Linked DNA regions of Gossypium hirsutum: regions 2 and 3 are each linked to region 1. Evidence: chromatin contacts called from public Hi-C data. All regions are on one chromosome and are shown on one strand. The core of a region is the stretch at or near the end of the contact, and the rest is flanking DNA. Distances in the headings are between cores, read along the strand shown. Region 1 holds the start of LOC107929455. Region 2 holds the start of LOC107930097. Region 3 has its middle 5.0 kb from the start of LOC107930084.

The links. A called contact is a pair of places that touch in the nucleus more often than the background predicts.
Region 2: a Hi-C map of leaf shows a contact between it and region 1, with 2.4 times the contacts expected there. The contact joins the promoter of LOC107930097 here to the promoter of LOC107929455 in region 1. A contact is called at or near these places in 3 of 34 Hi-C or Micro-C datasets (all in leaf).
Region 3: a contact with region 1 is called in a Hi-C map of leaf, with 1.8 times the contacts expected there. The contact joins the enhancer-like site here to the promoter of LOC107929455 in region 1. A contact is called at or near these places in 2 of 34 Hi-C or Micro-C datasets (callus and leaf).

Annotation. Positions count from the first base shown.
Region 1 is chrA08:110,330,984-110,335,640 of Gossypium_hirsutum_v2.1, reverse strand. It overlaps LOC107929455, which reads left to right and starts at 2,411. Exons shown (of 7, transcript XM_016860882.2): 1 at 2,411-2,745; 2 at 2,836-2,898; 3 at 2,994-3,148; 4 at 3,258-3,383; 5 at 3,782-3,983; 6 at 4,360-4,474; 7 at 4,577-4,657. The coding sequence starts at 2,506.
Region 2 is chrA08:109,363,662-109,368,318 of Gossypium_hirsutum_v2.1, reverse strand. It overlaps LOC107930097, which reads left to right and starts at 1,982. Exons shown (of 5, transcript XM_016861659.2): 1 at 1,982-3,153; 2 at 3,448-3,645; 3 at 3,728-3,879. The coding sequence starts at 2,332. LOC107930096 (rop guanine nucleotide exchange factor 14) reads left to right here. Exons shown (of 8, transcript XM_041074382.1): 4 at 1-6; 5 at 93-167; 6 at 259-528; 7 at 814-1,158; 8 at 1,282-1,739. The coding sequence ends at 1,623.
Region 3 is chrA08:109,447,708-109,452,364 of Gossypium_hirsutum_v2.1, reverse strand. No RefSeq gene overlaps it. Among protein-coding and RNA genes, the nearest start is that of LOC107930084, 5.0 kb to the right of the region's middle. Within about 2 kb of position 2,659, at least 9 of the 9 cell types and tissues checked have an H3K27ac peak or open chromatin away from gene starts, as enhancers often do. A contact at or near this core is called in leaf, where this site is marked.

The DNA.
Region 1 (4,657 bases), core at 1,162-3,661:
CGCTTGACGTTGATACGTCACAAACTATCATTCAACGTTGCAACGAGAAGAATTTCATGTCGCGACGAGGACTCTATTTTTTGTAAAATATGATCATTTGGTACGTAATTTGGGCCAAGCCAAACCATTGCTCAAATTGTGCATATTTGGCCATTTAAACCTGCACAAAACCAACTTAAACACATGCCAACACATACATTTAACCAACCACATGAGCATTTAAGCTATTCCACATGAAAAGGACACTTTGATAATCATAACAACTTAAGTATTCATCAACTATACAAACATAGTTTAACATTTATATTTAACATTCCAAATTCAACCAAAATCATATTCAAATTATGTCATTCAATAGCTTAACATATATCTTACCACAATACCATTAATATACATGCAAACTCACTACATAAAATTATTTTCAAATGCATGCATTATCCAAAGATCAAATCTATCGTTTTCATATAATTTCATACACGGCTTAAAACATTCACCATAGCAAAGTAGGGCTAGGGCACGAAAAATCATGTAAATAATATAACAGTGATAGATTTGACAATATTTTCTCTTATTCCGCTCTATTACCCTCCTTAATTTAATGTGTTCTATTTGGGTTTTGATATTTTTACGTTTTCATTAATTGTTGAAGCAAGTTTTGAAGTGGCTGATTATGTGCCACTGGAAGTGTCTACTTCTATCACCACAGTGACAAAGTGTTACTTGCTATATTTGATGTTGGCAATTTATTAAAATAAAATCTTTGGACTATGCTGATATTGTGGAATCATTCACATCATCAATGAAGATTAATCCATTTGAAGGAACATATCTTAAGGATTAGGCCAGATCAATTGTACCAAATCCCTTAAATCAATAATGTTGAATCGAGACAAAACTTGACTTATTCCACCTTAAATGTATTGCAACATACAAAACTCATAAAAATTAGTAGAAATTTCAAATTTTATGAATTAATTAAAATTTGAGGTATATATTAAATTATAAAAAGAATTAAAAAAACTATTAATGGTAACAATACGCATAATGACATTTTTGACTCTTGCACTTTTTCAAAAAAAATTAATTAAGCCCCTATGATTTTTTTGCATTCAATTGAACCTCTGAACTAACAAAATTTGCTAAATAAGTCTTTTGACGTGATCGTCAGCAGACGTCACATCAGCACCGTTTGCTGACATGACAATACCACATCACCACTGATCGTTGATGTGATAGTGCCACATTAGCAAAAAAAAAAATTAGAACATTTTAAAATTATTTTAAATAATACATGATGAATCTAGACATACGGTTGTTCAAGTTCATTTGAAAATAGACATCTTATCTGTCTAGATTCTTTTTAGAATTATAAAAAACATAAAAAATGATAAAATTACAAAAAAATATTAAAATTTATAATAATTATTAGAAATTAATTAAAAATAATTTTTTAAAAATAAGTTATTAAAAATCACAAAAAATTAGAAAAAAATATTTATAAAATTGTTAGAAATTAATTAAAACATAAAATTTTAGAAAAATAATTTATTTTCATAAAGTTTTACAAAAATTATTTGCTCATTTATATTAAATTATTTCACTAGTATAACTTATTTCCAAGTATATCAAACATTGATATATTTTTTTTCTCTTGTAAACTATTAAAAGTTCTTCAAAAATGTTAGGCCTTGTTAATCATCAATGGTTTTTTTTTAATTAATGATCAATAGCTATACTTTAATACAAATGAGAAAAATATTTTTTTATAAAATTTTATAAAATATTTAATTTATTTTAATAGTTTTTATGGTTTATAGTTAATTTCTAACCATTTTTTTATAAAATATACATTATTAATTTTTATGATTTTTAATAAATTTTTTTTATAAATTTTATAAAATTTATGGTTTTTAATTAATTTATAATAAATATTATAAATTTCCATTTTTTATAATTTTTTATTTTTTATAATTCCAAAATAAATCTAAAGAATTGTTTGTCCAAATTCATTGTAAATTAATCTTAAAAAATAATTTTAAGAATTTTTTTCACTATCACATCAACATCAACCTTTAGTGATGATGTGCCTTTAGTGATGAGATGGAACCGACATGTTAGCGACTAGTGATGATGTGTCACTACCACGTCGGTAAATGGTGATGACGTGGGTGCCTATTAATGACCACATTATCGTTGCTGATTGAAAGACCTTAATTAAAATTTTTTGAAAAAAATTGAAGGCCCATTAACCTATAAATATTGAACGCTTGAAAAACTACAGCAGGCTTGATTTGATAATTAGAAGGGAAGAGTGGACAATCATAAAATCGATAGGCCCATAAAGACTGGGTGGGCCAGCCCGATCCGGCAATCCCAAGTCCCGAATCTGGCACTAGATATTAGAAAATTTGGGAATGGGAGTAGAAGAGGACGACGAAATCTGATACTCCTATTTTGGTAATACAAAGAAAATTTTATTGAAAGAAGAAAATCGCGAGTGATAGGATGGATGGAATCGGAGAGGAGGGGGGAGGAATAAGGCTGAGAAAGAAGTTCCCCGATGACAACAAGCCTGGCTCTTCCGCCGAAGTTGACTACAAGACAAAAGCCGGCACCGCTTGGAGCCATTCCTATCTCAACCAGAAACCATGGCATCCCCTCTCCTACCCTAACCAACGCCGCAAATGGATCGCTGAGCAGACCCATGCCCAGCGCGTGCGCCGTGCCGATGAAGTCGCTCGCGAGGTTGGTCTTTCTTTTTATTTATTATTCTACTACTCTCTCTCTCTCTCACTTGCCCTAGCACTAAGCATTCTATCTTATGCTTTGATGCAGTATGCCCAAGAGCAAGAATTCTTTCGCCAGACGGCTCTAATTTCCAAAAAAGAGAAGGAAAAGGTTTTGAATATGATCCTATCTAAGTGGTTTCCCTTGATTTCTATCTTCATTCTTTTGGGGACTAAATTACCCGAAAACCCTTATTGAATTCCTAGGTGGAGATGATGAAAGCTGTTAGCTTTATGTATGTTCGTCCGCCTGGTTATAATGCTGAAAGTGCCAAAGCGGCCGAGATTGCTGATGAGAGGAAAAAAACTGATCATAACAACGTATCCGATGATCATTCTACCGATGTGCCTTCCACAGCAATGTAATTTTGATTTGAATATAAAACTTTTCATGTGTTTTCCTTGTTTTATTTTAAGCTAATTTTCATATTTGTGAAATGGCTTTCTCAATTTATTAGCTTCATCTTGCAGGCAGCCGGAATCTTTGCCCGGTGGAGGTGCTACTACTCAAGAGAAACGGAAATCAAGACCTAAAGATGTTTTTGGACGTTCTTTACCAACAGAGGAAGAGTTTGAAGTTCTTAAAAACGCTCCACGGTATGTATCAATAGTAGCTTCTGCATATTAACCAATGGTAAATTGAATATACCTGCATGCACTACCGCACAATCTTGGCTAGTAAACCAAAGAAGATATGATCTATTATGGAAAAAAGCAGACAGTTCGATTTGATTTGATTTGATTTGATTTCTATTGCTGAAATAAGCTATTTGATTGTTTTTTTCCATGGTCACGCTGTGCAAATGAATTTTATTGTTGTACTGAGCAATGAAACTGGCTTACTCACATGAGGAAGCTCAAGCTACATCTTTTTAAGGAATGTTAAAACTAACCATCTTATAACAAGGGCAAAATATATTCATCTCATGATTACATTATTATAACATGAAAATACATTTTATAACTTCTATTTGACACGATGATGGAACTTTCAGGCTGGAGACTGGTGTTCCTGGTAGGGTTAAACCATTTGCTGTTGAAGTCCGTAATGTAAAATGTCTTAGATGCGGAAATTATGGTCACCAGAGTGGTGATCGTGATTGTCCATTGAAGGATGCTATAATGCCGAATGAAGAGAGTCGCTTAAAAAGAGATGATCCATTGACTGCTATCATGGCCCAAATGGATCCTACTGAGGTTGGTATTACTTCTTTTTTGGTTCTGTTGAAATTATTGAAAGGTATTAAAGCTTTATTGCTCCAAATAATACATCTTTTGAAAATATGGGAGCTCTGTCTGTCATCCTGTCACTATTTTTATCAGTATAGAATAATTGTTGTGTTTTAAGTCAAGGCTAAAGCCATAAGGAGGAGGCCATAAGATTTTGAAATGTCTGTTTTATAGGGAAGAGCTGTAACTTAAACAGGATCAAGAACTAAAATACTTCTTTGACAATGTTAGAAATTTTTGAAAGAAGTTTTTTTGCACTAAGAAAGCAACAATATTTGTCTTCTCATCCGTTTCTTTGTTATTCATTTGGTTATCGCCATGATATGTATCCCATTTTTTGCAGCCTCTGAAGTGGGAGCTAAAGCAAAAACCAGGTATGAGTCCTCCTCGCGGTGGATTTCAACCAGATGATCCCAATCAACAAATAGTTGCTGAGGATATATTTGATGAGTATGGAGGTGAATACTTTTATCTATTGAAGGATCATTTACTGACAATTCCAGCTCATAAGATATAAGCAGCTACATACTAACCGTTATCCTTTTAAAAAAAAAAACCAGGATTCCTTAGTGGGGGTAATATCCCTGATTTGTTGACTAACATCTCGTGCAAACCCAAGAAAAGGAAGTCCTCAAAAAAAA
Region 2 (4,657 bases), core at 733-3,232, 970 kb after region 1:
ATGGAGGTACTCTTGCGTTGTTGGGTCCCTATTAAATTAACAATGACCATTTTGCAATGTCATGAGATTTATGTCAATTCTATTTTGGGCAGATAATGACACCAAAAGCCCGTGCGGACATTCACATGAATCTCCCAGCACTTCAGAAGTTGGACTCTATGCTTATTGTAGGCAATCTCTTTACTCTTCCTAATAACTTGTATACTCTAATGAACACATCGCCCACATTTACCATATTAAATTTTGTAAAATTGTCAGGAAACTCTGGAGTCAATGGTGAATGCTCAGTTTTATTATGCAGAAGTTGGAAGCCGGGCAGAAGGAAGAAACAAGAGTGCTAGGGAGAGCAAGAGGTGGTGGCTTCCATTGCCACAAGTACCAAAAACTGGGCTCTCAGATACCGAAAGGCAGAAGTTGCAATGTAAAGGCAAGGTGGTATATCAAGTATTCAAGGCTGCAGCATCGATTAATGAAAATGTTTTGCTTGAAATACCTCTTCCATCCATTATTAGGGATGCTCTTCCCAAGGTGAGCAAGCTCACTGCCTCCAGGGCATTGGACTTTAAATATTGGACCCTTTAATAGTTTTTATGATGATATGTATTTTAGTACTAAAATGTTACTCTACATGTTTAAAAAGGAAATATAGAAATGGAATCTGGATATTTTAGTTGGAACCAGCTGACGTTAATCTACTTTAAAATCTTATAGTATCTGATAAATTTGAATGATGAGAGTAAATTCCGGGTTAAAGTTTTACAAGATGTTTGTATTGCATTTATGGCAACTCAATCTCTTTCCTTATGTTTACAGTCTGGGAAGGCAAGCCTTGGTGACGACCTGTACAAGGTTTTGACTCTGGAGTCCAGCTCGGTTGATGAAATGTTCATTTCGCTAAATTTAAAGTCTGAAAACAATGCTCTCGAGGTCATTAATAGGTTGGAAGCTGCTGTATTTGCATGGAAAGGGAGACTTACAGAACAAGCTAGTGGTAAATCGCCAGTGCGAAAATCATGGTCTTTTATTAATCCTATATCTGAAATGGATAAGATGGAGCTCCTAGTGGACCGTGCTGAAGCACTTTTACGTCAGATAAAGAGTGCATACCCAAACCTTCCTCAAACATTTCTTGATGCTTCAAAAATTCAATATGGCAAGGTAAGTAGTTGGTGTTTAAAGTGAAGCTTATTTTATTCTGCATTGTATCTTTCACTATTGAATCAATATTATATTGTAGTATATTAATAATGGCGATGAATTACACTTTGAATTGGTGCACAGGATGTTGGACATTCCATTCTGGAAGCATATTCACGAGTCCTAAAGAACTTGGCTTTCAGCATAATGTGCAGGATGGGAGAAATTCTACAAGAAGATAGTTTGTGTAACCCAAATTCAGGGGTGGCAACATGGTGCTTTCCTGGAATAAATGTGGGAAATCCAAGGCACTCTCACTCACTCAGTGATGTTATGAACAAAGTAGAGGGGAAGTACTGCGAATCCGATACGGACGTGGAGTTGTACAGTGATGCAAGTATAAATGCAACACCAAGTACAAGTAGGAGCCGTCGAGTTTGGTGTATTGGGAAAGAGGCATGTAGTAGTATAGGAGTGTCTCCTTGATAATAAAAAAAAATAAACAAGATGATGGAAGTTTGATTTTCAACACTGCTTTTGTATATCATTATTAAGCTTAATTAATTAATAATATCCATAAAAGAATCATATACTTGATAGTATCACCGGTAACTTACATATGGATTCCAAATGTGTCTACTGTTTATATCAACTTATTGGGTCTGTTTAGGCCCAATTAATTCAATATTGGATGGATTGGGCCCGTTTTATATTTTTAATATGGTAATGATTGGAATTTCACCAGTATTGGTCCTAGAAAGAGTAAGTGAACCGGACCTGGTGTGGAGCAGTTGTATTGTTGGTACACTAAAGTCATCCGTGGTCTGAGGCTGTTGCTTGTGGATCCGCAATCCACATGCGCCTGTGCAAAGCAGAGCAGAGATGGGATTTAAAATTAATAATAAAAAGAAAAAGGGAATAAAAACGAAAATAAGCCCCAAGAAGAGGCAGAGGAGGCGGCATTAATCAAAAAAGGCATTTTCACCTCAAAGAAACACTGTTTTCAAGACGTAACCATCGTTGAGATCTGAAGACATGAGTTAGTAATACATCACTTTTAATCACTCCGCCCCCTAAATAATAAGGTTGGAGTGCCTTCCAAGCACAACTTCCAAATGCCAATTACGTCATCGGCGCTGGTTTTCCCTTTTTTTCTTGTTGGGTTCAGGGTGAAACTTAAGTGAAACCACTCAGATGGGATCTGGTGGGAGCAAGGGTTGTTGTAGAGTAGGAGTAGGCGGAAGAGACACTGCACCTGCTGCTTCCTCGTCTAACAGCGGTTGGCGGAGGGGAAGATCCAAGGGTAAGAATAGAGTTTTCCGGTCCTCTTGTCTGGGAGCGTTATCTAGATCTGCTTCTCCTAAACCCCACTTTGATCACCGGAAACAACCTGCGTCGGAATCGGATCTGGTGAAAAGAGAAAGTAACAGAAAGGTTGAAGGCGAAGCGGCATCTAATGATGAAATGCAATTGCCATTGCCAACCCCATGCATATCTTCCGGTGGTAGCACCTCTGGTGCAGCTGTGACAGCTGCTCGTCGCTCTCCTTCTCGCTGCCTCTCCGGCATTAGCTTCCTTCCTGGTAATTTGAGCTTCCGGTTCAGCAGAGCTAATAGTATGCGGTCCTCCGCGGAGATGTTGAACCCTGATGACGATTCTGAGACACTTGAACCTCAACAACCTCCCCGCAATTCTTGTTCTCCGATTATCTTCAATGATTCAGATGGAAGTGGAGAGACTCTCGAAAGCAACGCTCGTTTTAGCAGAGCCTTAAGTGTTGGAAGGCTTCGTGATCGTGTTCTTGGTAGAGCTCCCACATTCTGCCCTTTGCAGCAGGACATACAAATTACTCAGCAGCAATTAGCTACCTCTCCATCCACCACTGCTTCCACTCATGATTCCTCCGTTATTTCCCACGATGAAATTGAAACTTCTCGATCCAGAGAAGCCCGGTATCATGATTTGCTTCACCATAGATCCAATTTCCTTGAAAGGCGGAGAAGAATACGATCTCAGGTTTATAATCTTGTTGCACCCATCGCCTTATTCTCCACGCTTATTAATTTAATTTAATGACTGGTGGTTACTGAACAACGTTGATAGTAACTCTACTTTTTTCATTAACAATTAGAATCAGAACAAATATTTAGGTTTAGGACTGTTCTAATGCTTTATTTCTATATTTATGCCTGCTTCTTCTTTAGGTTTGGCCTGCATGTATTACTTTCTGCTATAGGTTCTTTGAAAGTTATCCATCTGAGCGAATGCAGGTTATTGTCTGTTTAGTTACTGACCTATGAGTTGCTCCAGGTTCGAGCTCTTCAACGGCTAGGAAGCCGTTTTGAGAACTTTTCAGGGCATGAAAGATCCTGCATTTTATCTGGCCAACATAGAAGTGGTCGATGCACATGTCGTGTAAATAATCGAGATTCTAGTTCAAATGATGACACCACTGGTGCTAGGTCTAGTGTATCCAGAATCGTTATGTTAGCTGAGGCTTTATTTGAGGTGATTTTTATTTGTTGTTATTATTTCCTTCTCTGGGTGATTGTCCTTTCTCTTGGAGTAACATTTTACATGTTTGAACTAGGTCCTGGATGAAATTCACCAGCAGTCTATGGTTTTATCTTCGCGACCGTCCGTGTCTCCAATTGGTTCTGTTCCTGCACCTAACGAAGTTGTGGAATCACTTCCTGTGAAAGTGTACAAGTCACCTAAACTTAAGAATGATGAGGCTGTGCAGTAAGTATTTACTTTCCTCTGCTATCCATTAGATGCTAAACCGTTAACTAAGCTGTATTTTCCATTTGATTAACTTTTTTGGCATTACCTTTGACAAATTATTAGTTTTCAAGTGTTTCTGTTATCTGAGTGAATCTAAAATCATGTCGGGGAGATATTATATATTCAGGAAAAGTTAATCAAACACTACATACCAATTAGCTCAGGCTAGTTCAGGTAGAGTATTTAATTGATCTCTTTAAATTTTCATCTATAATATTAGATATCTTGCTTCTACTAAAATAGTGCTCTAGGAGTAAGATAGGTATTGCTGTTAAAAAAATGTGTTTTATCAATTTGTATGAAAATTATTGACTACATGCCAGCACTAGGTGTGAACATGGATGGGAAAAAGTTGTGAGCATAATGTGCCAAAGTAACATTCAAGCCCGATATTTAGATTTGACTGAAAAATGCAGAGTATGCTGGAGATAAATTATGTCTGAGGTATAACTATATTAAACATGACCATAATGGATCAGCAAGGAATGTATATTGGTTAGCATCTTAGATCTGACCAAGTTTGAAACACGCATAAGGTCAGATGAAACATAATCTCTTGTACAGAGAAGTAGTACAATGGTGAACCTTGTAGATCTTTGAAAAGATAATGGGATAGTTTAACTTGTACCTTTACTACAAATTAAGATAATGAGAGTATGTGACCATGTAAGTGATATGCTAACTGAAATGTTCCCTGTTTGGGATAATTTAGGGCAATGGCTCAAAATCAATATTC
Region 3 (4,657 bases), core at 1,410-3,909, 880 kb after region 1:
ATTTGGAATATTATTTTTCTTATATTATACTACTTTCTAATGTCATGTGTGGTTTTGTGTAATTAATTTTTAATTAATTTGTTAAATATTGTATTTCTTAATTACTATAATTAACATACAATTAATATTCTTTATTTGAACGGATGAGTATAATTAAAATATATTAAATTATTTAAAATTTTTACTTTTATAATAATTAAAAAAATTTAATCATAATTAAAGCATGTTTAACTTAATCAATGTAAAGTAACTAGTAATTAACATAATTACAATATATTAATTATTTTGATAATTTAAATATAATACTAATATATTGAAGGATTTGTAAAAATATTAAAAATTTGATATATTGTAAATTAAACTTTCCACTATTAATTTATTTTTTTCTTAACAGTCAATATATTGACCATAGTAATTTTTAGATAATATATAAATAATATAAATACAATACAATATATTTTATTATAAAAATGTATTATTTATTAAATTTTATATATGAGATATAAATTTTTGGGTGAGTGAAATTGAAACCAACTTAAACGTAATCCTGAAATTTTTAATTAAAAAAAATCATCTATCTAACTTAAAAACTTGATTTTCAAAATAAATAAAAAAATTCCTTCCTTGTTAAATTGAATCAAATCAAACTGATCAGATTCAAGTTTATTACCAAATTAGGTTATACATACAATTATCAACTTCGTATGCAAACTCCCATTATTTTTCTCTTTGTATATAGATACATAAAAGGCAAAGTATAAGATTTTCTTTGGTAATAAAATTATTGGAATATAAATTACTTGTCACATTCTCGGAATGTTATTTTATTTTATTTATTTGGTTAAAATGTAAAATTTTACTGTTTAATTTATAAAATATAAAATTATCTAAAAACACATTTTACTATATTATTTTTATTATACAATTTATTCATTTAATTACTTCAATATTAACTAAGAGATATTAATCTCAAAATTCATGGAGCTATTCCATTGTACTCTAAAACTTTGTATTCTCATTTTTATTACCTAAATCTTACATTTGATACAATGTTAATATAATCCATGAGTTTTTTCTTCAAGTACTAACATTATCCTATTATTTGAATACACTATAATCTTAATTTCTTTTATTTTATTATTAAATATCATTTTTTTAAAATATTTTATATAAATTCATATATATTAAAAATACTATTTATTTAAATAATTTTACAGTTTTTTTCCTAAAATTCGACATTTTTCAAATATTCTTTTGATTAAATTAAGTATTTAAATTTTCTAAAATTTGTAGTTTATTGGAAAATTGACAGCCAATTATTTTTTTCATTAAAATTCCTTTTCAAAATATGATGGAGAATATTAGTTGAAAAAGTTTGATTTTTCAGAAAAGTACAGGTCTATCCAGAATTTTGTTTTACAATTTAAAAAAATTAAAAGAATTTAATACAATATTGGAGATGGGGTTAAGGTGACATGGTTTGAACATGTGTCAAACGAATATTTAGAAAATTTTTTAACCATCGCTCTATATAAGGCAAAAAAATAATTTTAGTAAAATTTGTAAATGCATACACAAAAACAATATTTTCAATATTTTTGAATTTATAATAAATTTTTTTATTTACAAAAGATTTTTTATCGTTTAAAAAAAACTTTTGGAAAAATTGAAATTTTGTTAAAAATGATTGAAAATTGAAATTTTGCATTATTATAAATTGATTTCAAAGAATTTTGTGTAAGATTTTTCTTTTGGTAATGTTTTGAAATCTTTATTTTATTATGAGCAGGCATTAATAGGAAGAGCCTATGTAATTTTTATTTCTTGATGTAGATATATGTTATACTTTTATTACTTGTTTATTGTTATCTCATTAGTTTTAACAACATCAACAAACCAAAATTAATGATTTAACTAAAATTTATAAACCAATTTTTTTTATAAAGTAAAAAGACTGTATGAAATTAAGCAAATATATTAATTAGAAAAAAAGTAAGTAACACGTGTCATTATGTTATTGGAAAGAAGAAGAATAAATTGAACAGCAAAGACACGGATCGCAAAAAACCGAGGTCATTTTATTTTTCAAATTTCCTTTATCTTTACCACACAAATACTCCACGTTGCATCTGTAAACTACTCGCACGTGCTCTTACTGTATCAATGGCATCTCTTTTATCTCACTCCAATCCAATCTACGCCTCTTTTAACAGTCACTTCGTCACTGTTCTTTTCATTAAAAATTAACTATTTTACCAAATACTATTTAAGTTTTTCTTTTTCAGTCCATTTCCTCAAACAAATAAATATTCTGTTACTTAAAATTTAAAAAAAGTGAAAAAAGTTGGATAATTTAATTAATCCTCAACACCAGCGGTGCTTAGTAATATCAGTTAATCAGATTCAACTACCAATTTACTTTTAAAATCTTAAGCTTTAAATAATAAATGTAAGTAAATTCCATGTTTAGTAGTGTTATTTAAATTCGAAAACATTTGAAATAAGGAACTTTAAAAAAAATCACATGCTTTGTGCTTTTCAAGTTTGCAGTGGAGACGGTGGACTTTTTTCTCTTGTTTGCTCACAAAACAGGAGTGACTGTGTTGGACACGTGGAGAGAAGGAACTGGTCTGTTGTGATTATAAATAACGGGCAAATAAGGGAAGATCAAGCTCAGCGATAGGGTTATAGAAATAGTAATAGTTATAGATGGTAAGGAGGAGCCCTTTTCCCAAAACCAACCATTTCGGTGAAGGGAAAAGGGGCTGGAGATTGATTCAGTTACCGGCGGTCTCTAATTCGCTTGGTGCAGGTCGGGAACTAATTAGCTGTCCCTTAATATTGGATTGATTTTGATTTTGATTTAAGCCAGATGGCTGGGCGTGATTGGAGGAAGCGCGAATCGGATCCCGCCTTGCATCAACTGAATCGGAGACCGCGGTGAAGGTTGCGTGGATCTTTCCTTTTTGTTCACTTTTAGGCTTATGATTCAGATCTCAGGTTGGGATTTTATTTTCCTTCTTGCTTGTTTTTGGTAGCTTTTTTAAAAAAAAAATTATTATGACTATTGATTTGTTTTATTATTATGGAAACTACAGATTTGCTTCTGAATCATTAGATTTGGGATTTTTTTTTGTTTTAAATATATAAATTGTTTTTTTTTGGTTATCTTTCTTTCGACGATTCAAACGTCAAGAAGAAAAGGGATTTACAAAATTGTTAATTGCTCAAACTTCACTTAGTTTAAAAAAATTATGGCGTTGTTGTAGTAAAATAAATGCATTACTTCATTGTAAATGTTTTGTTTAAATCTAGGAATTACTATGATAATATACATTGGAATTAGTCAATTCCTATTTCTTGTTAATTAAGAGTAACCTCCTATGAGTTCACTGCAGATTTATTTTAGTAGTTGGTTTGATTTAAGATAACTATTCAATCTAATGTTTGTAATGATTGATTTTGATTGGATAGTAACACCGTAATGTTAGTTGTGCAAACATTTTTTGTGATATCTTAATCTTATGTGTTGGGTAGTTTTCGTACTTCTCAAATGCTTCGTACAAGAGATACAATTAAATCCCATAACTTTATAAATCGTGTTATTCCACTGTATGAGTAGAATAAAGAAGTTTAGTCCTTGTTTTAACAAGTTCTAATATTTTGTTTATTTGATTATTGGACGTTCTGTCAGCGTAAAGATAGATTCTAAGTTCTATCTTCTTTTTTGTTTCAACTTACGGTATCCTTAGGAGCCTTTTGGGGGGATAAATCTCAGTTGTCAGTGTAAATCTAGATATTCATTCAGTATTTGATAAATTAGTTTCAACTTTCTAGCCCAAAAGAGATAATTAAGTTTCTTTATTGTGTTTCTTGTTAACATATTTAGTCCGTGTAGGGTCTAAACTGATGTCTATCATCGACTCCTTCCTCGTTTTCAAACATCTGTCTATATTTATTTATTTCTGGATCCTAATTTGCTGCATCTGGTTTGTTGTTTATAATTCATTTAAAGGCTCAGAGGTTCCTTTGTAAGATATTGAGACATCCTGAATTTTGTTTAATTTGCATGCTCACTTTTTAATCAGCATCTGAGATTTGATTGATTGCAGCACTGGACTGCATGTGTGGCTATCCTTCTATTTTTGGTGCTGTTTTGTCCTGTGTTCATAATACCGTTATAATTTTATTGACTTCCGAAGTTGCATTATGGTAGAAATAATTCATTGAGGATTAGCTTTGTCTTTTCTAGTTGAAGTGCTGATTGTGTGATTCCTCATGGCAACAATTTTCTTGTTTGCACTCTTTGTATAGTCTCCACTATGTGAGAACATCTTTGGCAAGAGCATTAATAACCCCAAATCCCTTTTTTCTTGGTTGATCTGTCTTTGATTTTCTTTTTTTGTGCTAGGTTTATATTGTTTGTAAGAACCTTCTCTCTAGACTTATCATCAGGTCTATAGTTCCTACTTGGTTTATACATTGACATATTGTGTTATCTTTTATTTCCCATCTGTTGATATCCACTAGTAGAGTCTTTTGTCAATGAAGTCAATCGATGTCTGAAGGGCAATGCAGTTGCTGCCAAATTTGTCAAATGAACATATCTGTCTCTTTATCTAATCATCATTTTGGTGTCAAATTTTCAATATAATGT